Regions from separate parts of the Zea mays genome. Here region 2 is linked to region 1. The links are chromatin contacts, called in public Hi-C maps. All regions are on one chromosome and are shown on one strand. The core of a region is the stretch at or near the end of the contact, and the rest is flanking DNA. Distances in the headings are between cores, read along the strand shown. Region 1 has its middle 12 kb from the start of LOC103646936. Region 2 has its middle 59 kb from the start of LOC103646939.

Evidence for each region. Hi-C and Micro-C count contacts between places; a contact is called where the count stands out from the background.
Region 2: a contact with region 1 is called in a Hi-C map of leaf mesophyll, with 2.5 times the contacts expected there. The contact joins two enhancer-like sites. A contact is called at or near these places in 2 of 25 Hi-C or Micro-C datasets (leaf mesophyll and tassel).

What each region holds. Positions count from the first base shown.
Region 1 is chr2:127,577,183-127,583,163 of Zm-B73-REFERENCE-NAM-5.0, forward strand. No RefSeq gene overlaps it. Among protein-coding and RNA genes, the nearest start is that of LOC103646936, 12 kb to the left of the region's middle. Within about 2 kb of position 2,724, at least 4 of the 20 cell types and tissues checked have an H3K27ac peak or open chromatin away from gene starts, as enhancers often do. A contact at or near this core is called in leaf mesophyll, where this site is marked.
Region 2 is chr2:128,093,827-128,100,282 of Zm-B73-REFERENCE-NAM-5.0, forward strand. No RefSeq gene overlaps it. Among protein-coding and RNA genes, the nearest start is that of LOC103646939, 59 kb to the right of the region's middle. Within about 2 kb of position 3,480, at least 19 of the 20 cell types and tissues checked have an H3K27ac peak or open chromatin away from gene starts, as enhancers often do. A contact at or near this core is called in leaf mesophyll, where this site is marked.

The sequences.
Region 1 (5,981 bases), core at 1,474-3,973:
CACCCTTGAACTGGTCAGAGCTAGGAGACTGATGATTTTTCAGACCTGATTTGGTCAAAGAAACAGAAAAAAAAGGTTCAGCACATGTGGCACAACTTAAGAGAAGCTCAAGCACATCAGAAGAACTATGCAGATAAACGACACCGACCATTAATCTTTCAAGTTGGGGATTACGTGTACTTAAAAGTATCACCAATGAAGGGAGTTAATCATTTCAGAGTTAAAGGAAAGTTAGCATCCTGATACATTGGTCCATTCACTGTTCTCGAACGATGTGGGCATGTTGCGTACAAACTTTGACTACCAGAGTCATTATCTGATGTGCACAATGTGTTCCACGTATCACAACTGAAGAAGTGTCTTCGAGTCCCCGATCAAACCATAGATATATCAGAAGTTAATTTGGAAAAGGATCATGTTACTCAAAAAAGGACACTCAAGTTCTATAAGATATAGTGAAACCAACATACGGAAGAGGAGGCTACTTGGGAATCTAAAGGTTTTTTACAAAAGCATTTTCCTAAGTTTCAAGCTTTTGTAACCTTTAAGGTTTGTGTACTTTGTTGTAAAGCTAAAGCAGACCCACACACCCACCCCTGCCTTGTAAGAGAAATTAGGAAATAAAGTTGTGACACATTTATTTTTCCATTACTTACCTAGGAGCCTTAAATCTCAGGACGAGATTCTTTTATGGGGGGAAGGATGTAACACCTCTAGTGTTACAAGAACTAAAACTTTGGCATGACATCATATGCACTAGCATTACATTGTGTATGATATACTTAGAATGCATTCACTAGGCTAAAACTTCAAAGCAAAATATTTGATGTGATGCTTGAGGGATGGTATGATGTGGTATAGGGAATTCTTAACCCTAGGTTGGAGTGTCTCTCTCCAAGGACTAGAAGCATGTGACTTTATGTGGTGGACACTAAAGAGTGATCTTAACAAGTTGGTAGAAATGTTCAAGAAATACTACCTTAGAGAGATTAAGCAATTAATGTACCCTAGGACACTCAAAACCCTAACTTGGAGCCCAAATCCCTAATTAGTGCCTTATAGAGTGATTTCATATTTTATGCACTTTTTGCCAAAAGTGTATATCAAAGTGATAGAGCAACAAAAACTAAGCAACTTTTATATTTGGAGATTTTCAAGTTTTGTGGTGAAACTTGGAGTAATTTGCAAAAAGTCCATAAGCATCTCTACTCTCAGTGTAGATGTGCTAACTTTGGGCTCTTGCATTTCTTGAACCATGAGGAGTTTGCTATAAGTCACCATAACAAAGTTGTAGAGCTACTATAGTAGTACAAATTTGATAAAGTGACTTAGCCCTAAAACTATACGGAACCTAGTGTAAAATGTTCCCAAAGTCGGGTTGTCAGTCGAAGGGATACTCTGAACCTAGACTGACGTGGCACTAGTCCGACTTTGGAGTCAAATTAAGGATGATCCAATGAGGTTAAGCCCATGATCTCTGTGGCAAAGTTGAATATGTTATATAGGAGAACAAATTTGCTGAAGACAGAGGGGTATGTTGCGATTGGGAAATGGAAGTAAATTGCCCCCAAACTTGCTCTGTTAGACGGGTGAACGAGTGATGGCATGGTACAATACCTAAAAAAGATCATAGAAGCAGTGCGCCTCGCCGCCGATCCCCATGTCGTGATTCGCGCTCGCCGGTAAAGATCGTGCTAAGCTCGGCGTGGATAAACGTTGGCGTGAAAAGATGGGGGAGGTGAATGTGGTCTCTAACACCGGCTCGACGACTGTGATTCACTTGCTCCGCAACGTGGCCGAGCGGCCAATAGCGTCATGGCTGTCATTGATCCCAGTCATGCCATGCCATAGGCTAATTCACCACGTACCCGAGACGGTGGTGAGCAGTAAGTAAGCATTCCCGAGCCATTGCGCCTTTGCGTGTCACAACGACTGACCTCAGTGAAAAATCTGAGCGTTGCCGTGGGCACTTCTGTCCCAAATTAGCGAAGCAAGCGATCAATCCTTTTAAATTGAGTGCCCTCCCTGCTCCGCCCTCTTGTTACGCACCTAGCGCACCACTTCTCACCTCAGATCATCAACCATAGCTCGTGAATTCCAGATTTCCCTAGAATCGGCCGGAACGACGTCATGAGACATCTCGTCGTGGCTAGCCTTTCCTAGGTCAGCTTGTGTCCCTCTAGTTCTCAGTTTAGTACCTCTTTGACCCCTAGATGATCCCGGTCTTGGTCAATTGAACGGTACCGTGCTATAGCTCTTAGAACACGATGTTGACACAAGGAACGCCGCCGTTGACACTGCTCACGTCGACCGACCACTCCGAATTGTCTCTGTCCAAATTCACATAAGCACCATAGCCTTAGTAGGTCACTGCTTCTTTTCGAGTCATTTGATTGAACGCTACCGGCTCATGTAACCCAGAACGGGCTCGCTGGAGTCCTTGTTCTGCCATTGTCGCGGACAGACACATGTTAGTGGCAAGTTAGTCAAATTAGTCCATAGGATGTGCTCGGATAGCTTTAGAGATGGAGCTTTTGTACTCGCTACCGCCAGAATAGGTCGCCGGCGATGGGAACCCACGACTCCGGCCAGGGGTTCGACCGGAGCGGCGTTGAGGATTTGGAGCCATGAAGAAATAGAAATAGGATGACTTTTGTGTAGTTGTTAGTGAAACATATGAATAGTGCCCCAGGATTATTTTCTAGTTATTCAAATGCCTAGGGGCCTCCGCGCAAATCAGCGAGCGCGGGTGTGGGCGCAGCCGCGCACGTAGTTTTCTGCGTGGACTTAGGCCTTTTGGGCTGAATTCGACCCAATATTATTCATGTTTTATTTTTTTCTTTTTATTGCTTGCTTGCAAAATCTGTAGAAAATGGTAGGCAAATGGTAAAAATATGAGACCAATTTTGTTAGACTCCTAAAATCAAGTAGCATTTAATAAAAATATTTCCAAGATTTTTATTTCAAACTCTAAATTATGTAGTATTTAAAGGTACTTAAATACGGCTTCTCAAAATTTTAGAAATATTTTAGTAATCCCAAAAATCATAAAATTTTATGCGTAAACTTAAAATGTTGGTTATAAATTTTGCATGAAGTCTAAATTGGTTTGGACACTATTTGTCTAGAAAATCAGTAAACGGTCTAATGGGGTAACCATTTTAATACCAAAGGAATTAGAGGTATTTTTGTAAATAAAAATTTAACTTAGTACACTTACCTTCACTTGTTAGCCTAAAAATGTTAGTAAGTTAATCTTAGAAGGGGTATCTAGCTAGGAAGTCTTTATAGATGATAAGCACCGTGAAGGAAAGTTGTATTCAAGACACAACTTAGTATCTTTTGTTATACAGTTGCATATCCATGACATAGCATAAGCATTCATATAGCTGTATTGTTACGTATAGAACATGAATAAGAGTACATAGTAGAAGAAGAGATTGTTTCTCAGACCAAGAATCCTCCAGTGGAAAATAACTTTTACTTCGACATCTGTGGCGAGGAAGCAGAAACTCCTACAACATAAGGCAAGCCCCGATGCATTTACCTTTCCTTGTATTTTAAAGTTTCACCAACTTTGAATGATGCATTAGGTGATAGGAATTGTGTGATAAACTATTGATGCATTTCCTTCTTTGAGAAATTGAATACCATTCCTTGTTGTTGATCACTCGTTTTCGATCGCCATACATTATCAAAAACAAGGCAACACAGTATTAAAGAGATATATAACCTTCGTCATGAAGGAGTTAACCCTTTGGGGTAACCCCTTCAGTAATGAAGGTAAGTATTGAATGTATAAATGAACGTATAAGTACAAAAGAGTTCAGATATGATAACTCAATCAAGATATCTTCCAGATATATTCCTCTTATCTCAAATTAACTTTACAAGTGTACCTTTGGTAGTTGCAGGAAGAGTTACAACAAATATGCCATGGGGAGAGAATTACACAACAATTACATCGTCCGTAAAAAAGGTACTTTATGAAGGGCACTGTTCATCTACTTATAGTGAGTCGTACAGCTTCGTACGATATTACATTCATGCCCTCATAGATTACACACAAAGTTTACAAATATCACAGGAACAACATTGTCTTTTGACTTAGCAACTTGGATAACACCTTGTCCTTGTATCGGCTTCCTGTGTCGTTGTGACGAAACTAACTTCGTTATGCTTCCACCGTTCTGCGTTGAAGCTACTCTAATTCCGAAGCTCTTGTAACACTTAGTAATATGCTGATAAAAAATGGTTAGTCGTGTTTTTGAGGACCTTCAGAAGACGAAGGCCCCCAACAATATCCCCTCGTATTATTAGTTTGTTTCTTTGTAACAAATTCAAACTGCAAAACGAACTAAGGCCTTTAGCCGAAGGTCCAAAAAAACACCTTCCCTTCGCTAGAATAGCGAAACCTTCTGAACCATGCGGGTCACTTTGTAGTAGTGCTTTGCATATATATATATATATATATATATATATATATATATATATATGAGGGTTGTGATAAAATATGTTTTCGTGCTATCAAGGTTCTGTTGGCTTTGTTGTTTAGCTTGCTACCACTGTAACCGCGACTGTTTTCGAGCTTCGGCCTTTTGTTTTAACCAAAGCTGAGACGACCGAAGACAAGAGGAGTGAGGACCCCGCACTGGCTGGGTTTTACGAATCCATGGAGAAGACTAATATTGAAAAGATAACCAATGAGATTCTAGATGGATTATCTAAAGATTCTGAGGGCAGCGATGACCTTGATTTCAAGAGTGGTGCAGAGGACGCCGAAGATCGGCCATGGAGGCCGAGCCATATTTTTTTTTGGAAAATCCACTATTAAGAAAGGGCATATTGAAGCAATGAAGGGCAAATATTTCCATGATATATCCATAGTGAGGGCTGGAGGAGAGAACTTTGTTCCTATTCCTGAAGCAGACAAAGTGGTAGTATTCAAAAGTTTTATGAAGGCTGGCCTTCACTTTCCCTTGCATAAAATGCTAGTTGGAGTGCTAAAGAGATTCGAAATATACCTTCATCATCTTACTCCCGAAGCTTTGATTAAAGTTGGAGTTTTTATTTGGGCAATGAGGAGCCAAGGGCTGGAACCAGACGACGTCTGCTTCTGCAATATACACGAATTATCCTGCCAGACGAAGGCAGTTGGGAAGGAACAATATCATAGCAACTTTGGCTGTTACTCCTTCGTATATCGTTCCGACACGAGATGCCCTATTCCAATATTTCGGAAAAAGTGGCCAGGGTCCTAGATGAAGCAGTGGTTCTATGTTAAGAATGATTTAGTTGAGAGGAAGGATGTGAAGGATGTAATTCAACGACCTATACAATCACGCTTCGACATCAGAAGGCCTTTGATCGTGAATAGCGAAAAGGCTCAAGCATGCCTGGTGGCCTTCAACACTGTGTGTAGCTACATTGGTACTAGAGACTTGGTCCAAGAGCACATAGCCTTCAAAGTGTGGCCCCTTGTAACGAATGGGAGATGCCGAAGGAGATGACTGCTAGCTCAAGCGAAGGTGGCCTATGTTACCTGAACTATACCTATCGCTATAGAAGTCAATTTGGTGAGCCAGATGATGAATGGCTTGATGCTATTGAAGCGACTAGTGAGGAGTTGTTGGGGGCTTATACAAAGGCTGAAGATGAAGCCATGAACACTGCCTTTGGTGCTCGCGGAAAAAGAAGGTTGAATAGAGTGTTTGATGTTATTGGGTTTGTCTATCCTGACTACTGCTTTCTCGCACGGAAGCAGAGGATAAAAAGGAAAATTGAAGAGACGACTTCCTCCACCGCGTCGAAGCCAAAGAAGACAAAAATTCTAACCCACCGGCCGAAGTCATACTTTTTAGAAATGGCTGTAAAACTACCTCCTACAGGGACTTCAAAGATAGAAGTTGCCAAAGCAGCTGAAGTGACCCTCCCAGCTTTGAAGGTAATACTTTTTCATTGATTTGAATCAAAAACACTTC
Region 2 (6,456 bases), core at 2,230-4,729, 520 kb after region 1:
TCAAAAACCCTGTTCAATCTTTTCTTGCCCCGACCCCCGAAGGCTGAGGATAAAGCGTCATCTTCGGCTCTGGTATATGCCCCAAGTAACTCGTCGCTAGTAGCCTCAATACATTTTAGCCAGTCATCATTTGGTTCATCAAACCGGTCTCTGTATCTGAAGGTATATTTCAAACGAATTAATCCACCTTCGCTGGACCCGGCAGTGGTCTCCTTCGGCATCTCCCAGTTATCCACAAGTGGCCATACTCTGTAGGCTAGGTGCTCTTGGATCAAGTCTCTTGTGCCAATGAAAGCACAGACATTGCTGAAAACCTTTTGGCATGATTCGGCATCATTTTCAATCCCCACGGTCGGCCTTCGAAGGCCGAAGCGAGACCATATGGGGCGTTGGATAATCCCCTTTATGTCTTCCCTTTTAACCAGATCATTTTTGACATAAAACCACTCCTCCATCCAGCCCCTGGGCCACCTTTTCCGAAATGTTGGAACCAGATAGCTTGCATTAGAACGAGCAATGAATCCATAACAACCGAAGTTGTTGTGATACTGCTCTTTGCCAGTAGCCTTTGTCTCGTACAACAGTTCGTGCATACTGCAAAAACACTTCGCGCTTGGTTCCAGCCCTTGGCTTCTCATAGCCCAAACAAACAAACCCATTCTGATTATAGCTTCGGGAGTAAGTTGATGAAGAAAGATCTGAAGGCTCGCCTTAATGGGAACCGAAGGCTCGCCTTCAAAAAGCTTTTGTAGACAACAACCTCATTTTCTTCAGGAGCAGGGGCGGTGCTGTCTCCTCCAACCCTCACAATAGACATGTCACGAAAGTATCTTCCCTTCATGGCATCAATATGACTTTGCTTAATGGTCAACTTTCCGAAGATGGTATGGCTTGGTCGCCAGGGCCGGTCCTCAGAATCTTCATCTCCACTTTCCACATCATAGTCATCGCTATCGTCGGAATCTTCAGACAAATCCGCCATTATTTCCTTTGTGATCTTCTCTATATTTGTTTTTGCCATAGATTCGTAAAACCCAGCAAGAAAAGGGTCCGCAACTTTCTTCTCCTCCTCGGATATCTTCTTCTCCTCAGACATCTTCTTCTCTTCAGACATGGAACAAGCACTTGTCTTTATCACGAAGCTCGAAAATCAAGCGAGACCTAATACACAAGAGTTGAAAATTTGAGAAAATAACGCAAGAAACAGAAATGGTGTAGCAAATGCTGCCGCTGTGGGTTTCTATTTATATGCCTAGTGCATTGTAACTTGGCAGGACCCATTTGTCATTGATTTTCGCTATTCTAGCGAAGGGAAGGTGTTTTTTTGGACCATCGGCTAAAGGCCTTCGTTCACGTCGCAGTCTGAATGTGTTAGATACAAGAACAAATTAATACTGCGAGGGGCTACTGTTGGGGGCCTTCGTCTTCCGAAGGTCCTCAAAAACACGACTAACATATTTTCCAAGTGTAATATACTGTTACAGGAACCTTAGGCTTTGAGATGAAGGTGCACATGGTATGAAAGGAGCGCTCTGGAAGAAGGATGAGTCGGTTCCGAAGCTATGGATGATGAAGCTTCGGCTTAGCGCAAAGACAGTGATGGAGAATGAAACCGACCTAAAGGGGAAAAGACTGCTTAGTCCTTGACAGATTATTCCTTAGTCAATAGAAAATGTCAAGGACTTGGATGTAATTTTACCCAGGCTGTGTCATGTGCCTATAAATAGATGAACAGTAACACTGTACTGTTCACCTTGACTGGGATTCACTCGCACGTCACTCTTGAATTCTTACCTTCTGTCAAGCCGAAGGTATAAATGTAACTCAATATCGTTAATGTTTGTTCATGATCATATAATGAGAAGATAGATGATCTAATGATTTGATATGAGTATTTATATTATCTGTATGTAACATATGTACCTGATTTTCATTACATATTGAGATGATGAAGGTATGTCCTTCATTACCTTCGTCTGAAGATCATTATATCCTAAGGGAGATAATGCTTCGAAGGACGAAGGTCGTTAATCATTAACATTTGTGTTGCCTTGTTCTTAACTCGTAGCATTTGTGAACAAGTGAACATCGTTTTCTATATTGTTTTTATTATTTTCTTGGTTCACTGGACTGTGCGCCAAATATTGGAAAGCGCAGGGATCTCTGCGCAAGAATTCCCAAGACACAGAACTACATCCATACGGACGGCGGGTTGATTAGCTAATTCTTGGAGGGCTCTTTAGCAAAATGGTCGCTGCAAAGGGGTATGGATAGACTTCGGCCGTTGAATCCACCGTGTGTGGTCTGGATTAGATCCGCATAACCCTGAGCCAGTACGCAATTGTGCCCGTTGGATTTGCAACTGACGACCCAAGATTCGCCATGCCAAGCACCTACCCATGGCCATCGTATGGATAATATATGGCTCAGATTTAATTCTCGTGAATGGTTACGCTCTCATCTAATCGCATCCGTCCGAGCTAGATCGGACGACACTCACGCCTTCTCCTACCTCCCCACTACCAGACCTGGCCCCGCCTAGGCTTACACCGACGAGCTCGCCGGAGCAGGCCCCATATCGCATCGGCAACACCCCCGATCACTACTAAATGAAAGAGAACGCGAGGGAGATGAGGAATTAGGTGGATGGATACTCACCAACAACGACGCAACACCGAAGCCTGGCCCCGGCCGTACGCGGTACTACGGTGGCGGCAAGATTCCGGGGAGAAATTCCCTGTACCCACGGCAGCAATCTGCACGGTGAGGGCACCGCCACCCACAACATCCACCAGTGAACGCCATGAGCAGCAAATCGGGGTTTGACGATGGCGTGACCGATTCTGGCTCCCGGCGGTCATCAGCTCACATCGCCGACTCCCCCACACCATTTGGCCAGGGCACCACGACATCCCACGGCGGCCGCACTCCCGGCGGTCATCAGCTCACATCGCCGACTCCCCCACACCATTTGGCCAGGGCACCACGACATCCCACGGCGGCCGCACCAACCCGCGCACCCATCCGAGCGCCATGCGATTTGCCAGAGGAATCTATCGAGCATGGGCGAAGGCCTGCGCACGATTTCGGTCGACGGACCCCGCACCTCGACGACGTGCGCAGAAGACGAGGGCACCGGTCTTCCTTCCGCCCAGCAGGTTCCCCGGCTCCCGAGATCTCTGTGTTTGCCCCGAACGGCCACATCGGCGAGCAGACCTAGTGGCGGCTATGACTTTTCTCTCTCATGGCTGTGTTCGGCTATGGCGCTCGCTGCTGGTGATGGTCAAGACGATGCGAGGAGTGGGGAGGTCGCGGCTAGGTCCTTTATGCCGAGGTGGGCGGAGGTAATCCATCGGCCTAACCGCCCCCGAATTCCCCGGCGACCGGTGAGCGTGCGAGCGAGTCACGCGGGGGAGAAGAAGACCCGGCCACAGGGGCCCACCTGGCGGAGAAACAGGCAAGCGGGGTCCACATGGAAGTGGGAATGACGACAGGCCCGCATGGGGAGGTCGGCTGGCTGGGCCGAGTGGGTGAGAGAAGTGGCACTGGGCCGAGGGGAGGGAAAAGAAATCGGCCCAGGAGTGGAGAACTATTTTTTTTATTCATTTCTATTTCTTGTTTTCATTTCAAATTTGAAATTTCAAACTCGAATTTGAGTTGTGGTTTCCAATTCAAGTATGCACAACCCAAAATCCATAATGGATGCATAGAAAGGTATCATTTTATTATTATCTTATTATTTCATACCTTTAAGTAAATGCCTATAATCATGCCATAAAGAATAATTCATTTTAGGAGAATATCATTTGTGAATGTGTGATCGAATTAAAGGTTAAAATCAATAACAATGAACCTATGTTGTTTTGCTTATTTTTAGAGAAGTAACACATATTCCCTTTTAAGAATTATTTATAAATTGTGGAAAGTATCTCGAATATTATAGTTCATGAGAGGACTATTCCATTCTAATGTTTTAGGATTTATGTTTGGTTAATAACATTTTAGTATTCCCAAATTTATTTATTTCATGATTTTTCTCTGATGCAAAAAAAATTTGGGATTTACAGGAAAATTATTAAGAAAATATTTGTAGGGATTTTAAAATTGATTCTGAGGGTATTTCTCAGGAGAAACATATTTGGAGAAATATCGGTGAAATATTTAGGTAGTATTTCAAGAAAGAATTTGAAGGGATCATGTGGAAAATATTTGTAACTTATTTTGAGGAGAATTTGGAGAGAATATAGACCTCTATATTTTCTTTGTTGAGATCAACTTGCAAACAAACTTTTTGAAATGAAATTTAAAATTTCAATTTGATTTTTGAGTGGGTTTGAGAAATTTTCTAGATTTTGATTTTTGGGGTGCTACACATACTTTTCTCTTGCGGGTATAAGTCCTCATTCTAGAAAGTTGTTGGAAGTGAATACAACAAGTTAAAGGGAGCATCATACCTGAACTGAATTCTATGTAGCTGGGAAGGCTGTCGGGATCTTACCAAAGAGCAAGTTACCAAGTTTGTGCCATATCACCAGCAAGTGATCAACGAAAACCACAGTGCCCTATTGGATACCGACAAGGTAACATAACCTGATTCCATTATATTATGCATGATACATGTACGTTACACAAAACCACTTTAACATGATACATTTTATAGATTGATGCTGCCATCACCTTGTACAATAACTTGGAGAAAAAGGTCATTCATTGTGTCTCATTGTTGTGAGGGCTCAAGGATGAAGCAAAATGGTTAGCCTTGGAACGTGGCAATCAAAATGTTGATATGTTGGTAACCAAAAATATAGATTCCACCCCCATGGATGATGGCAGTTCATGTCCAGTTTCGTAGCCAATAACAAGAGGCCGGTCGAGAGGGACATCAACAAATCTACCAAGAGGAAGACGTCATAAGGCACGACATTCGGTAGCGCAGAGTACATCTTGAAGATGTCGGATTTGACACCGAAGAAGATTGGATACTAGGAGAGGTCGAATGGCACACTTGGCGACAACATTCACTAACTCGTTTAAATAGACTGGCTTGCCATCATAGACAAGAAAGAGGAGTGGGTGGTAGAACTCATGGCTATGGCATGGGCAAAGAGAGATGGACAGATTATTGGAATCGATTTAGAATCTTGTAATCCAACACTATGGTCATTTTATAAAGCCATGAAGTGTGAGATTCTAGCAAGATGGGCAGCAAACATGAAGTGAGCACACCATTTCATCCAATGTTTGTGTTGAGCCTTTGCCTTGGAAATTTACATTATTTGGTCTTTAAATCAATTTGTTATTTGTGACATTGAAGGCAAACAGTCTGTGATTCATGCATCAACTTACGGATCGCCATACAAGTTCCAAACATATTCTATTAAATTGTGCTTCAACCTAGTGGGTGTGATCCTATCCCTAAGATGATGGTGTGCGGCAATGAACTCAGATTGCTCCTGTGCACCACATGGAAATGGACTGTTATTGTTGCCATTATTATCATATTAGTACGGCAACTCCATGTCGCGCTCGTCATCAATAAACATATTGTGCATGATAATGCAAACCTATATTATATGCTAGAGATTTTGATGCCTCTAGTCGGACGGTCCCCAAACAATGACCCAACGACTTTGTAATACACCGAAGGCACGCTCGATGTCTTTACCTCTTGACTCCTACATTTGAGCAAACCTATGATCCTTGTGTGTAAGAGGTTGATGAACCATCTTGACGAAGGTAGGCTAGTCAGAATAAATGTCATCATCAAGGTAGTAACCCATGTTGTGTACTCACTATAATTTCCACTGGTGGGGCATCCCCATGCACTTGGCTCAAATATTGGTGATTGGTGTAGGACATTGATGTCGTTGTTGCTCTAGTGCATACCAAAGTAAGCATGCCAAATCCATAGGTCGTGTGAAGCAACCACCTTTAGAATCATAGATGGATGCTTCCCTTGGGCGGTGAACATACCCTTCCAAGAGGTAGGCCAGTTATGCCACTCACAATGCATGCAATCAATGTTGTCGAGCATCTCAGGGAAGCCTCTCGCTATGTTTACCTGCAAAAGGTTGGAAACATCACCTATGGTAGGTGCACGAAGGTACTAGGCCCCAACATGCCAACTACATTATTGCAGAACTTGTTTAGGGCTTCTATGGCTGTCAACTCAGTAATGCGCACGTACTCATCTACTGCATCCATTGGAAATATGTATGCAAGTATACATAGTGTGGATATGCACTTTCTGTAACGATGATAGACCCATCTTCTCTGTTGCATCTGGTCTCACCTTAACCATGGATTTCTAAGTTCAACAGCTTCTACAATTTGCAAAAAAATGTGCTTCTTCATATGATACCTTCATCGAGTGTAACAAATTGGAGAATACATAAATAAACCCAAAACATCATAATTTAACATGAACATACCTTCGAGGGAAGTGGTAATCTATGT